4 separate regions of the Sus scrofa genome follow, and regions 1, 3 and 4 are each linked to region 2. A link is a contact called in public Hi-C and promoter capture Hi-C data. All regions are on one chromosome and are shown on one strand. The core of a region is the stretch at or near the end of the contact, and the rest is flanking DNA. Distances in the headings are between cores, read along the strand shown.

The links. Promoter capture Hi-C pulls out the DNA fragments that hold promoters and counts their contacts. Hi-C and Micro-C count contacts between places; a contact is called where the count stands out from the background.
Region 1: a Hi-C map of skeletal muscle shows a contact between it and region 2, with 5 times the contacts expected there. A contact is called at or near these places in 1 of 5 promoter capture datasets (fetal liver) and 7 of 47 Hi-C or Micro-C datasets (embryonic fibroblasts, mesenteric adipose tissue, omental adipose tissue and 4 more).
Region 3: a promoter capture Hi-C map of fetal liver shows a contact between it and region 2, with 4 times the contacts expected there. A contact is called at or near these places in 2 of 5 promoter capture datasets (fetal liver and liver) and 7 of 47 Hi-C or Micro-C datasets (embryonic fibroblasts, fetal liver, liver and 4 more).
Region 4: a contact with region 2 is called in a Hi-C map of subcutaneous adipose tissue, with 2.1 times the contacts expected there. A contact is called at or near these places in 6 of 47 Hi-C or Micro-C datasets (embryonic fibroblasts, mesenteric adipose tissue, omental adipose tissue and 3 more).

The regions. Positions count from the first base shown.
Region 1 is chr3:38,115,879-38,118,694 of Sscrofa11.1, forward strand. It overlaps ADCY9 (adenylate cyclase type 9), which reads left to right and starts at 1,333. Exons shown (of 13, transcript XM_021086711.1): 1 at 1,333-1,628.
Region 2 is chr3:37,441,696-37,444,442 of Sscrofa11.1, forward strand. SEC14L5 (SEC14-like protein 5) reads right to left here and starts at 1,433. Exons shown (of 16, transcript XM_003124623.4): 1 at 1,177-1,433; 2 at 399-514. The coding sequence starts at 461.
Region 3 is chr3:37,971,077-37,974,036 of Sscrofa11.1, forward strand. It overlaps VASN (vasorin), which reads right to left and starts at 1,401. Exons shown (of 4, transcript XM_021086696.1): 1 at 908-1,401. The region is part of intron 9 of LOC100513346 (coronin-7); the gene reads left to right.
Region 4 is chr3:38,097,160-38,100,141 of Sscrofa11.1, forward strand. All of the region lies in intron 1 of SRL (sarcalumenin), which reads left to right. Among named protein-coding and RNA genes, the nearest start is that of ADCY9, 19 kb to the right of the region's middle.

The DNA.
Region 1 (2,816 bases), core at 83-2,582, 670 kb after region 2:
TATATATTTATTTAAGCATTTAAATATGTTTCCCTTGGTGAAAATCCACTTATGTAATATCAGGACTCTCTGGCAAATACTGAGAGAGCCGGGTTACGGCACTTGGGAAGGGAGAGGGATTCTTGCTACACTTTGAGGGATGAGTGGGTTTGGAAGGTCAGAGGCCAGTTCGGGTTGGGGTGGTGCCCACGCAGGGTGGGGGTGGGGGGATGGATCAGAGAAAGGAAGGCATCTCTGTAGCCGGCGAGGAATCAAGGTGAGAAGAGGTGAGTTAGCGGAAACCTGCCTGGTAGTGGAAACCCAAGGAACTTGGGTTTGAGGCCACTCCAAAATTCTGAACAGAGAGAGCAGTGAAGCAGCAGAGAAGTTCCTGCCGCAGCAGAACTGTTGGAGAGGTGAGAGCAGTGCCTCCGATGGTGCCCCCAGGACCAGCGGTTGCCGGCCTGCTGGGTGGGGGGTACTGATCTCCGTCCTCCCTGTTTGCTGGAGCTCAGTAGGGAGGCGGCGGAAAGAGGCCCCACCCCTTCAGTCTGGCCCTACTTAGGAGCCCCTGTTGGGCCCTGGACCCCTACCAGCCCTGGGCAGACCCAAATCCATGTCCCTTCTCTAGATCCCCGTGATATGTCGATTACTCCAGCCCTGGTGACCAGGGCCAGCGGACAAGAGGCCACGCAAGTCTGTGTGGCCGGGGCTGGACAAGGACACAGGCTGCTCCTAGCCCGCGGCCGCGGTTCTCAGATCACCCAGCGAGACGGGCTCCCGGTTGGGGGCAGGGGCAGCTTCCTGCGCGGAGACCCATCTCTAAGTGTGGGGACCTCCCGGGCTGCGGCCAGAGGCCTCACCGTGGCCAGGTCCGGTCTCGGGTCAGCGTCGCGGCTGGGGGGGCCTCAGCCTTCGCCGGGGCACCGCGCCACCAGCAGCGGAAAACGAGGCCCCGAGCAGGGCAGTCCTGGACCCGGGATCGGGAAGGCGAGCGCCTGGCAGAACCTGGCCTCGACCCTCAAGCCCGCCTTCTGGACGCACAAACAGATGTTCTGAGGGGCTCGTCACCGCGACCCCGAGGCCTCCCGGCGCACGGCCGCGGAGCCCAGACCCCGCCGAGCCTCGCCTGCGGGAGCCTGCGCCGCCGCCGCCGCCGCCGCCGCCGCCGCCGCCGCCGCCGCCGCCGCCGCCGCCGCCGCCGCCGCCGCCGCCGCCGCCGCCGCCGCCGCCGCCGCCGCCGCCGCCGCCGCCGCCCGCTCCCGAGAACGCGCCCGGGGTCGCGCATGCGCAGGCGCGCGCCTGCGCTTCCTGGGCACGCGGGCTCGGCGGGGCCGCGGCTTCGGTGACTCAGCGCCGGGGGCGGGCGGGCCGCTGGGTTCCCACCCGCGGGGGCCACGGCCTCCGCCCCCAGGCCGGGCCGCGGGGCAGGCTCGCCGCCCCAGCCCGCTCGGCCCGCCCTCCGCCCGCTGGAAGCCTGCAGGGTCTCCATGGTTTTCCTTTGGGGCCCAGAAAGGCCTTGAACTTGGTCAGAGCTGTGGGGTGAAGCCACAGATTTCTGGAGGCATTTGGGGGACGTGAAGAACGTCCACGACAGATGGGTGCTGGCAGCTACAGTGTTGTGGTTTTCACCTGCGGTCAGCCCTCAGGTAAAACAGGAACTGATAATTTTAGGGGGTTATCGCACCTCCCTTCCCTCGCCAGAAATTCGGAGAAGCTGGAAAAGCTGGAACCCTGCCCTCTCCTCCTGGTCCTTTAGGACAGAAATCCAGCCTCATCTTGCTCACTCACTCCTACTTCTGGGTGACCGCAGGCGGAAAAGCACTTAGGGCAGATGAAACTTCAGATACGGGGACCAGGGAAGGTGATATTATTAGAATATCTTTTTTTGTGGCTCCTGGGTTTCCCAGAATCACTAATCTCTGGAGCCAACAAGGACTTCAGAGATTCTGTAATATCACATCAAGTAGTTGTTAGCTTCTCTTTGAAACCTGTCCAGTGACAGGGTCTTGGGACAGGATGCTGGTTTAGTTTCCTCCCTCTGCTCTATTTGAAACCTGTCCAGTGGGGGTCTTGGGACAGGATGCTGGTTTAGTTTCCTCCCTCTGCTCTGGACCCCTGCTGTGAGACACCGCTTCTTTCTTGCAGCTCTGTGGGCATCAGGTGTGTCCCTCATTTCCCGCTTAGACCCCTGGGCACACGAGAACCTGGGAAGGACCCTCTGTGGCTCAACAAGGATGGCCAGCTGGTTACTGAAAGTAAAGGGGGAGTTCCTGCTGTGGTGCTGTGGGTTAAGGATCTGGCGGTGTCTCTGGTGGCTTGGGTCAGTGTGGAGGCGAGGTTCGATCCCCAGGTGCAGTGGATTAAAGGATACCCGCTTGCCTCAGCTGAGGCTCACATTCAATCCCTGGCTGAGGAACTTTCATGTGCTGGGGATGCGGTCATTAATTAAAAAAAAAAGAGGGGGATTTCTTTTAATTTCCTAGATTTTCTTGGCTGTTGCTTTGGGGTGGAGAGCATGCGGGCCTCTGATACCCTGGTGGCTTGAGAGGAAAGGGAAATCCTTGGAAAGGAGTTGTGTGATGGCCTCGGTGTGGATTTAGCTGCCTCTCCCACCCTCTGCCTGAGGAAGCTCTGCTCCTTTATGACGCATCCTTTTCCTGGGCTTAACATCACAGAACACCCAGGAGCATCTGGGAACTGCAGCCCAAGACAGCCACGTGGTCTCTTTACCCACAAGGAAGCTGAGACCCAGGAAAGGAGAGGTTGGCTCAGGGCCACAGAGCCGGCGAGGAGGAGAAATGGGACTCAAATCCAGGTCCCCCGATCCCCAGACC
Region 2 (2,747 bases), core at 183-2,682:
CACAGACCCTCAGTGAATGGCTGCTGTCATCATCATTAGTATATATATAATAATAACTATTATTATTACACAAAATGACAGCAGTGGTTTGGCCCCTGACATGCTTGTTTTCTATTGAAGGGGACCGAGATAAGAGGACAGATAAGCTTCAACAAGGAAAGGAGGGAAAGACCTTGTGTTTTGGTCAGTGGGCAAGGGTTCCGGAAGTTGTGATGAAAGGTGGGACGGCCAGGCGAAGGGTCCTGGTTAGAGGCTGGACCCACCCAGTCAGTGGAGTAGCTCATTAATTCCTTCTGATCGGGGGGTTCAAGGGGGTCTCCCTCTTCTTACCATCAGAGCTGACCTCTGGTATCCCTCCACCCGTCACACAAGGGACCTCAGGGTCGGGGGTCACTCACCGCCATGACCAGCTCGAACGGGTACTTGTAGACGCGGACAGGAGACTGGTACTTCTGCACCATGTTCTTGCAGGACGACCAGCGAGAGCCACCCAGGCAGGAAGTGGGCACGGAGCCTGAGTGAGGGCGACTGGTGAGGCGGCAGCGCCCACCCTGTGAAGCAGGAGCCCTGCCCACTGCTCCCTAGCCAGGGGCAGGCCCACCCTTGGCGCCACCCACACATCTCCTCAAGTCAAGGGGGCCAGGGATCCCCAGATTACTTTGGGCCAGTCCCCAAACCCCTGTTCTGTCCGTTACCCTTGGCCCCCGACCACTCTCCCTCCTCAGGATTAATCGGTACACACAACGTTTGGGCCCCACCCCTTCATGCTGAGGGTCATGGAAAACCCAGTAAGTCCAAATGGAAACACATACATTCGCAGTTCTCACACTCCCACAATTCCTTCACCCACGCAGCCCACAGCCTGCCACCGACATCCGGAACACACAGTCCCCCCAAGATTCATTGCACCTGCCCTCCCATTTTCCTCCAAGACACATTAACATTCAGTCCTCACCAAATTTCACACGCACACACATGTACGACTGCCCTCCCACACGGGGCTGCCCTTGCAAACGCACTCAACTTTGCACACACACCCAGCTCCCCGGAGCACGCACCTACCCAACTCCAGGCTCTCATATAATTCTCCTGATGCGCACAGACGTTCACACACATGCACACACACCGATGTACACGCACACACGCACATCCCCCCCCACCCCCAGCCCTGCTCACCGTCGCCCTCGGAGTCTCCTGGGACACAGCCCCAGGGCAGTGCGGAGCTGAGCCCTCCAGGGTCCCCTGCGGCCGCCTGGCCCGAAGCTCAGAGCCTGGGACTGGGTGCAGCTGCGGTCGCTGAGCTGGGGGCGTCTGATCCTGCACACCCTGCGGCCGGGCGGGTCAGGGAGGGACTTAAGGGACGGGAGCTAGCCCTGCCGGGGCGGGAGCGCTCCAGGACCCAGGACAGCGGAGATCTTGGACTGGCTCCGCCCTCGTCCCCCCAGCCAACCCCTTTCCTCCGCCCCCGGCTCAGCCATGGCCCCGCCCAGATTTACCCCGCCCTGGGCAGGCCCCGCCCCAGCCTGGCCCCGCCTTGGACTGGCCCCATCCCAGTCTTAGTCCCGCCTTTTATTCTACACTTCCTTGTTTGACCACGCCCCGCCCCGCCCTTCCTCCCGTATGGCCCCGCCTCACGCAGGCCCCGCCTCCATAGGTCCCGCCCCTAAAGCACTCGCCTCGCGCGTGGCCCAGCCCCAGGAAGACCCCGCCCCCAGGCTGCGGCTCTAATCTAGCTCTGCCTCCAGGCGAACCCTTGCTTGTCCCGCCCCTCTATCCCAGTACAGTTCCCTAACTCGGGCCAACCCTCTCTCCTCCTGGACTCTGAGTCCGGTCCCTCCACTGGCCACGCCCCAGAACCCTCTCGGTTCTGCCCCGAGTAGCAGGCCTGTCGGTATCTGGTATCTTTCATTCACTTTGCAGTTGTTTACACATCGCTTAAGTGTTAGGACTTATCAAGTGCTGAAGAGTCATCAGTGAACAAAACAGGTAGAGTTTTGTGGAGTTTACATTCCAGTGGGGGAGACAGACATTCGATAAGTGAGCCAAATATATAGCATTATGTGAGATGGGGGAAAATGCCAAGGTGAAAAAAATAAACAGGGAAGGGATTCAAGGAGTGAAGGAGGTCCTGTTGTGGCTCAGCGGAAATGAACTGGGCTAGTACCCATAAGGATGCGGGTTCGATCCCTGGCCTCGCTCAGCGGGTTGATACGGCAGGGAGAGTGTGTACAGGGAGACAGATATATCATTACACTTGTGACAACCAATCCTTTTTCTTCCTTCCTAGCATTGTGTCACACTCTGCAATCACCTCCTTTATTCATCCATTCATTTATTTGTAGGTCTGTCCAAGGAGAGCGTGAGCTCCGCGAGAGCAGAGACTGTGTCTTGTCTGTCTTATTCATTTGCCCCACGGCAGCAGGGTCTTCCTGGGGATCTGGCAGCCGTAGATGCTCAGTGCGTTTTCTTGGCTAAAGGTTGTCCAGGGTAGAAATGGAGCACGCGATTCCTATCATTGCCACAAGGTGGCAGCAAAAGACCGTCAATGGCTCCTTCTTGGTTAAGGTTATCAAAGCTGGAAATGGAGCGCACGATTCCCATCCTTGCCACAAGGTGGCAGCAAAAGACTGTCAATGGCTCCTTCTTGGGTAAGGCTAAAAATAGAGTGCACGGCCCCCATCTTCGCCACACGGTAGCAGCAAAAGCCCGTCCACGGCTCCTTGGGTCTTCTAGAAGGGGAAATTGCT
Region 3 (2,960 bases), core at 151-2,650, 530 kb after region 2:
CCCTCAGGGCCCCTTTCTCCTTCCCATCTTTCAGACACAACCCCTCAGCCCCCGCGGGAGAGGCAGTCAGCAGCCCTGGTGTGGTAATCGTTAACGAATGGGGGTGAGACAGAATGGTTGGCACCAATCAGCTGGCCAGCCAGTGACCACAGGGGACCTGGGCAGCCCTCAGGCCCCAGTGCTGCCAACCCTGGGACACAAAAGACTAGGCTGGCTCCAGGCCATTGGGTTCACAGCCTGAGCAAAGCCCCTTCCCTGGCAGAGGCAGAAATGGGGCACCTTGTTACCTGGAGTATGATTCAGCCAGCCAGAGTTCCTACCCTCCTCCCCAGGGCTGCATGCCTGCGACCCCCTTGCTCCGCCCTGAGTGACAGGGGCCCTCAGGACCCCAGGCCATCGATCTGCACAGGGGGACGGGGGCAGTGATGGGGAGCGGGGGTTATCCATACCCAGAACCAGGCTGTGTCACTCCAGGAGGTAAAAGTAACCCAAGACTATGGTTTGGCCATCCCCTCTAAGAGGTTTAATTCATAAAACTGGTCATGCCGGAGGGCCCAGCCGCGGGAGGAGGAAGCGAGGGAGGGGGTGTTTATTTTGTCTACTCGCAGCCCCGCAGGCCGGTGAGCTGCATACATGCGCGCGCGGGAGCGCGCACCCCGGCCGTGGGGCTGTCGTTGCCGGAGGACTGCCTGAGGAGGGGGCGCACGGGGCCTGACTGTCGTGCACCCCCGGGCTAGCCTAGGTGATCCTGCGGGTCTGGGGGCCGCCTGCCCGCCCTGAGTGCCTGTGCTTGTGGTGGAGGAGGCGCGGGGTGGGGGGTCCGCGCGCGTGATCGGAGCGTGTGCACACCCCTCCCGGTGGCCTCCCCCGTCCGCGTCCGCAGCCCCCTAGCCAGGCAGACACTCACCGGGCGGCGGCGGCGGGAGCCGGGCGGGGCGGGCCGCGGCCTCAATGCTTCCCGGCCGAGCGGCCGCAGAGCTTCTGGGTCCCGAGGTAGCCGCGTCCCTGTCTCCCCGCCCCGGGCTCGGGCTGCGGAGTCGACTCGCGGGAGGCGGGTCGCGCCTTAAGGGCCGGGGAGGCGGGTCGGCCACGGGCGGGGGCGGGGCTGCTTCCTATTGGCCGGGGCGGGGCCGCGGAGCCCCGCCTCCCCTCTCCGCGGAAAGGGTCACTCGGCGGGGGCAGCCTGGTTTTCACCCCAACAGCTCCCAGCCAGGCGGGCGGGAGAGGCCTTGCTCAGCCCCGTGGGGAGTCAGGAGCCCCTCGGCCCAGTCTGGTCTGCGAGTAGTTTGCAGTATGACTCTGGGCGGATCCCTGTGATTCGTGGAAAAGGGAGCGAAGATTGAGTTAGAGCAAGCTGGGTGCCCCTGATACACCAGGCAGGTGATGTAAATCGGAGGAACAGACCCCAGACCCAGTGGAGGCCTCGGGAGGGGAGGCTGGTGTAAGGCTCAGCTCTTCGGACCTGTACCAGTTGGTCAGAGCCTTGGATATTTCAGGAGAAAATGGGTATCGGGATTTTTTTTTAGGTGAAATCTTAGTGTGTTGTCGCTCGCCAATGCTGATTTCCAGCGCTCCTGGGTGGGCCACACAGAGAGAGCCCTTCTGAGAGCCTCCTAAATACAGCCTCTAATGCCAAGTCTGAGTCTTGGGGTCCTTTTAAAGGGCTGTGAGCATCTCTGGATCCCCTTTACCACATCTCAGATGAAGGCACTGAAGGGGCAACCAACTATCCAGTTACGGCAACTTCAAGGCCAAAGTGTGCTGAGAGATGCTGGGCTAAAGTGGGAGGTTGGGCCACCGTCAGTAGGCGGGGCCTGGGCTCTGCTGACAGTGGCTCTCGATGGGGCAGAAGGGGCTGGTGCCAGGGGCTGGACTAGTCCAGAAAAATCCCCTGCCTTGGAGGATTCCAGGAAAATGCTCTGCCCTCCTCCCCCTCTGCGCTTGTGGTCAGAGTCAAGCCTCAGAGCCTTCTGAGCCCCGGCTCAATCCCGACTTCCAGCCTGCCCCAGGACACCCGCCACCCCCTCCAGCCCTGCCTGCAGCCAGAGCTTTCAGCTGGGCCAGCTCAAATCTCGGGGGGTTGGGGGGGGGAAATGGCTGATCCCAGCAGGCCAGGCCACACCAGCTGGAGGGTTGCGTGGTTTTTAAACATCTCAATCCCCTGCAGAAGGCAGGATGCCCTCCGTATCCAGTCTCTGACGGGGCTTAGCAGGGTCTGGCTCCAGAAGTGACTCCCCAGCCTCTGCCTCTCAGCTCTTGGCCTCCTTGGTACCTCTCCCGCACTGGGCCTCCTTCCAGGATGGCTGGGCTCTGTACCCTGTGCTGTTTTTGTTATGTGTGGATGTGGGGCAAACCTTGCACACCTCTGAGTGTCTGCTCCCGGCCGGTGCTGGCCGTTAGGTATGTTGCATTTGGCCTACATGGGGCTTTTTAAAACCTCGAAGCCATTGCCAACATTGAAAAACTCAGTGGTTTCACATGAAAATGGGACTTCCCGGCTTGCCTTGAACAGAAACTCTCAACTGGGCTGAGTGGTGGCTGCCCCCCTGACCAAGGCCCAGACTCAGAGCCCGCTCCAGTCTCCACTTCTCCCAGTCTCACACCAGCCTGGTTCACTCTCTCCGTTTCCTGAAGAGTTTGAGTTTACGCTCAGTACTGGGTGGCTCTGGCAGACTGCCCTATGCCTCTGCCCCTGGGCCCTGTGTCCCCCTGGGGACCTCAGGAGACTAGCCCGACTCTCCTCAAGGAACAGGAATTCCTAACAGATCCCAGAGCTTCTCACCTCTGGGGCTGGTCAATCCCACCTGCCTAAAGGGTCCACCCCCCGCCCCTCTCCTGAGCCTGGACTCACACAGGCCATGTTCCTATCCACCCAGAGGTTCAAGGGCAACTTCCAGGAGAGCTCCCTCCCCAGTTAGTCCATCCGTTCCTCGTTTGACTTTAAGGAACCACCCCCACTT
Region 4 (2,982 bases), core at 447-2,946, 660 kb after region 2:
CTTCTGGGTCCACTCACGGCCCCTGATGTCTTGGGCAAATGAGAGACTCTCTCTAGACCTTCAGCCCTGAAGTCTGGCTGATGGTCACAAGGGCGGTGAATGCAGCCCCAAGTGTGAAGGTTGTTGGGGGAGGTGTTTTATCAACACATGGGCTCCTTTATAATAAAAGGCACCCGGACTGCCCATCCTTCTGAGTTCAATAGCAGGTTGCCTCTGTGGCCAATAATGAGCCAAGATTTGTTCCTGGCCCCGTGGCTTCTCCAGCTTTCAGGGAACAAGGGAGTGGGCATCCCAAGAAGTGGCTTTTCTTTATGGGAGGCAGAGCTGGGCCTGAGAGGGGGGCATCTTACCCAGCAGGGAGGTGACATGCTGTGTCCTCAGAAGGAGTGCTGTGAGTCCAGGGAGATCCTGGGATGTCTCAGCTGTCCCAAGGCAGGGCACCCATGGTCCCCTCACCCCCTTACCCCCTCACCCCCTGCAATGTCCCCTCTGCCGTCTCTTCCTTAAACGGATCCCAGCCTGGGTGGGAGGGGTAGGCGGGTTAGGCCCAACCTGCTTTTCTGACCCCACTGTCCAAGTAAATCACACTTGTCCCTTGACAGAGGTGTCTGACACAGACTGGCCACATGCCTGCCCTCCACTTGGCTCTCCCAGTGCCCTTGGCTCTCCTGCTAAAGCTACTGGCCTTCGGAAGGGGATCCCCTCGGAAGTGGTTGGCTACGACCACAAGGAAACTCAGGCCTGCCTGTCTGGGGCATCTCTTTCTCCTCGGGCCACATCCCGTCTTATCTAAGATAGAGAGGCCAGCAAATGCCTACCCTTAAGAGAACAGAGTTGGATGTGTGACTTCACAAGGTTGAGAGCCACAAGTAATCCTCTAAGTGCTTTGCCCCGTAACCTAAGAGGATCCGGCCCCCACACACCTGTTTTCACTCCTTTGCTGATAGCAACATAAAAAGCATGCTGGTTAATGACTCGAGGACTGACGAGGGGTGGTGTGGACACGCATCTGGCCTATCTTGGAAAGATCTCCTGGCAAGCCAGGCTGCACGTGCCTGCGGGCAAGGCTGAGGAAGGGCTGCAAGGGCTGGTCCAACATCCACCCCTACGGGGAGCCTGGAGAGGCAGGGGCAGGGCTCTGGGTGGGTCCGATGCTGGCTCCCAGCCCCCCGGCCATCGGGAGGGAGGGAGGATATTACGCCCGCTGCGCTGCCGATCAGGGCTGTGAAGACCAGGGAGGGAGGTGCCCCACTGCAGGCAGGTCCACTCGGGCCCTTCCAGAGACAGGTGATAGGCTGAGTTAGTCTTTTGAGAAGCAAAGCCAGTGCGAGCCCGTTGACACTGACCAATCGTGTTCTAATCATCTAGAACTGCAAGTTTCCGCTTCGGGTGGCACAGAAGATGTTGGCAATTTGTTGGAGAATCATTTCTCTGCTGGAGACGCAAGTATAGAGGAGAAGGAAAGGGCGCTTCAGGCAGAGGCGGCCCCGCGAGAGACGAACCAGCTCCTTCACCCCCCAGATGGCGGGGAGGCTGGGAGTTCGGAGAAGACGGCCCCTGGGGGTCCCGCCGCCCACGGCCTGGGCTCCGATCCCGAAGCCGGCCTCTCCAATGCCTCAGCCTCGGAGCCCGCGCCCCCAGGGGAACCTGCGGGGCCTGGGGAGGAAGATGCTGGCCCGCCAGGAGCAGGCGCCCTCCCTCCAGGAGGGGAGGAGGAGCCGGGGGAGGAAGGAAGGCCGGAGCTCAGCTCCGGAGAGGGCTCAGGACAGGAGGCAGAAAAACAGGCTGGGAGCGGCGAGGTCCCCGAGGACGCCCTAGAGGACCGCCCCGCAGAGGGGGCAGCAGCAGGGACCCCAGAGCCTGAAGACGCAGGGGCATCTCCCAGCACGGAGATGGAGAGCGGAGGGGAGGGCAGCCCAGGGCCGGATCAGGAGCCAGAAGTGCCAGATGGACCCGCGGACGCGGACGCAGAAGCTGGGGACCGGGGGAAGGACCCAGGGGAGCCCAGCCCCAGCCCGGCCTCAGACGTGGGCGCGGATGTGGGGGGCGCCCAGGAGGACGGCGCCCCTGAGGGGCCGCCGGAGGAGCAACCCGACGCCGCCTCCTCTGAAGAAGAGGGGGGCGAAGACCGCAGCGGCGAGGAGGAAGGAGGAGTTCCATCCCAAGAAGAATCCGAAGAGGACAGCGGCGACGGGGCTAGTTCGGAAGAAGCGGACAGCGCCTCGGAAGAGGAGGAGGAGGAGGAGGCGGCGGCGGCGGAGGAAGCCCAGGGAGCAGCGGGAAGCGCGAGCGGCGAGGAGGAAGGGGCCCCGCCGAGCCCCGAAGAGCCGCACGCGGGCCCCGAGGGGGAGGGGACTCAGGGTAGGGGACCCTGGGCGCCCGCGGGCACTTCTGCGGCTGCAGTCTTCCCGGGAGTCTTGCGTGTAGGGGGACAGGCAGGGACCCGCAGGGCGGGGGGAGCCCCAGCCACCCCGGGCTGCTTATGAGCCACTTACACCAGTTTGGAGGGACCCCCCCGAGAGGCCGTGCCCTGGAGGGGGGCTTCTGAGGGCGCCAGAAACCTATCCATTAGGGTCCCTTAATGCATGTTCGCAGGGACCAGTGCCTTAACCCAAAGGACGAGGGACATAGCGGCAGGATTTGAGGCCCAAGGCAGCTTGAAGGGTGGGTAGTCTGGTGCGGACTGGGGGAACCACGTTGGTGGGCTAGCACTTGGGGTCTCCTCTAGAAGACTAGGCCAGGTCAGGAAGGATGAACTGGGACCAGGGTCAGGATTGCAATAAGAAACCTCAGGCTGGCTGGACACTAATGTCCCTCAAATGTCCATCTGGAGCTGCCCGGCTCTCAGGGCTGGGGGACAGGGAGGGAGAGGAGGCAGGCCAGAGGTACTGGGCGGCATTGGAGGTATGTGGCACCCTTGGGATGGTCAGCGCCTGCCGTGACCTCATCCACCCAATCCGCTGGCCTGGACCAAGAGCTGGC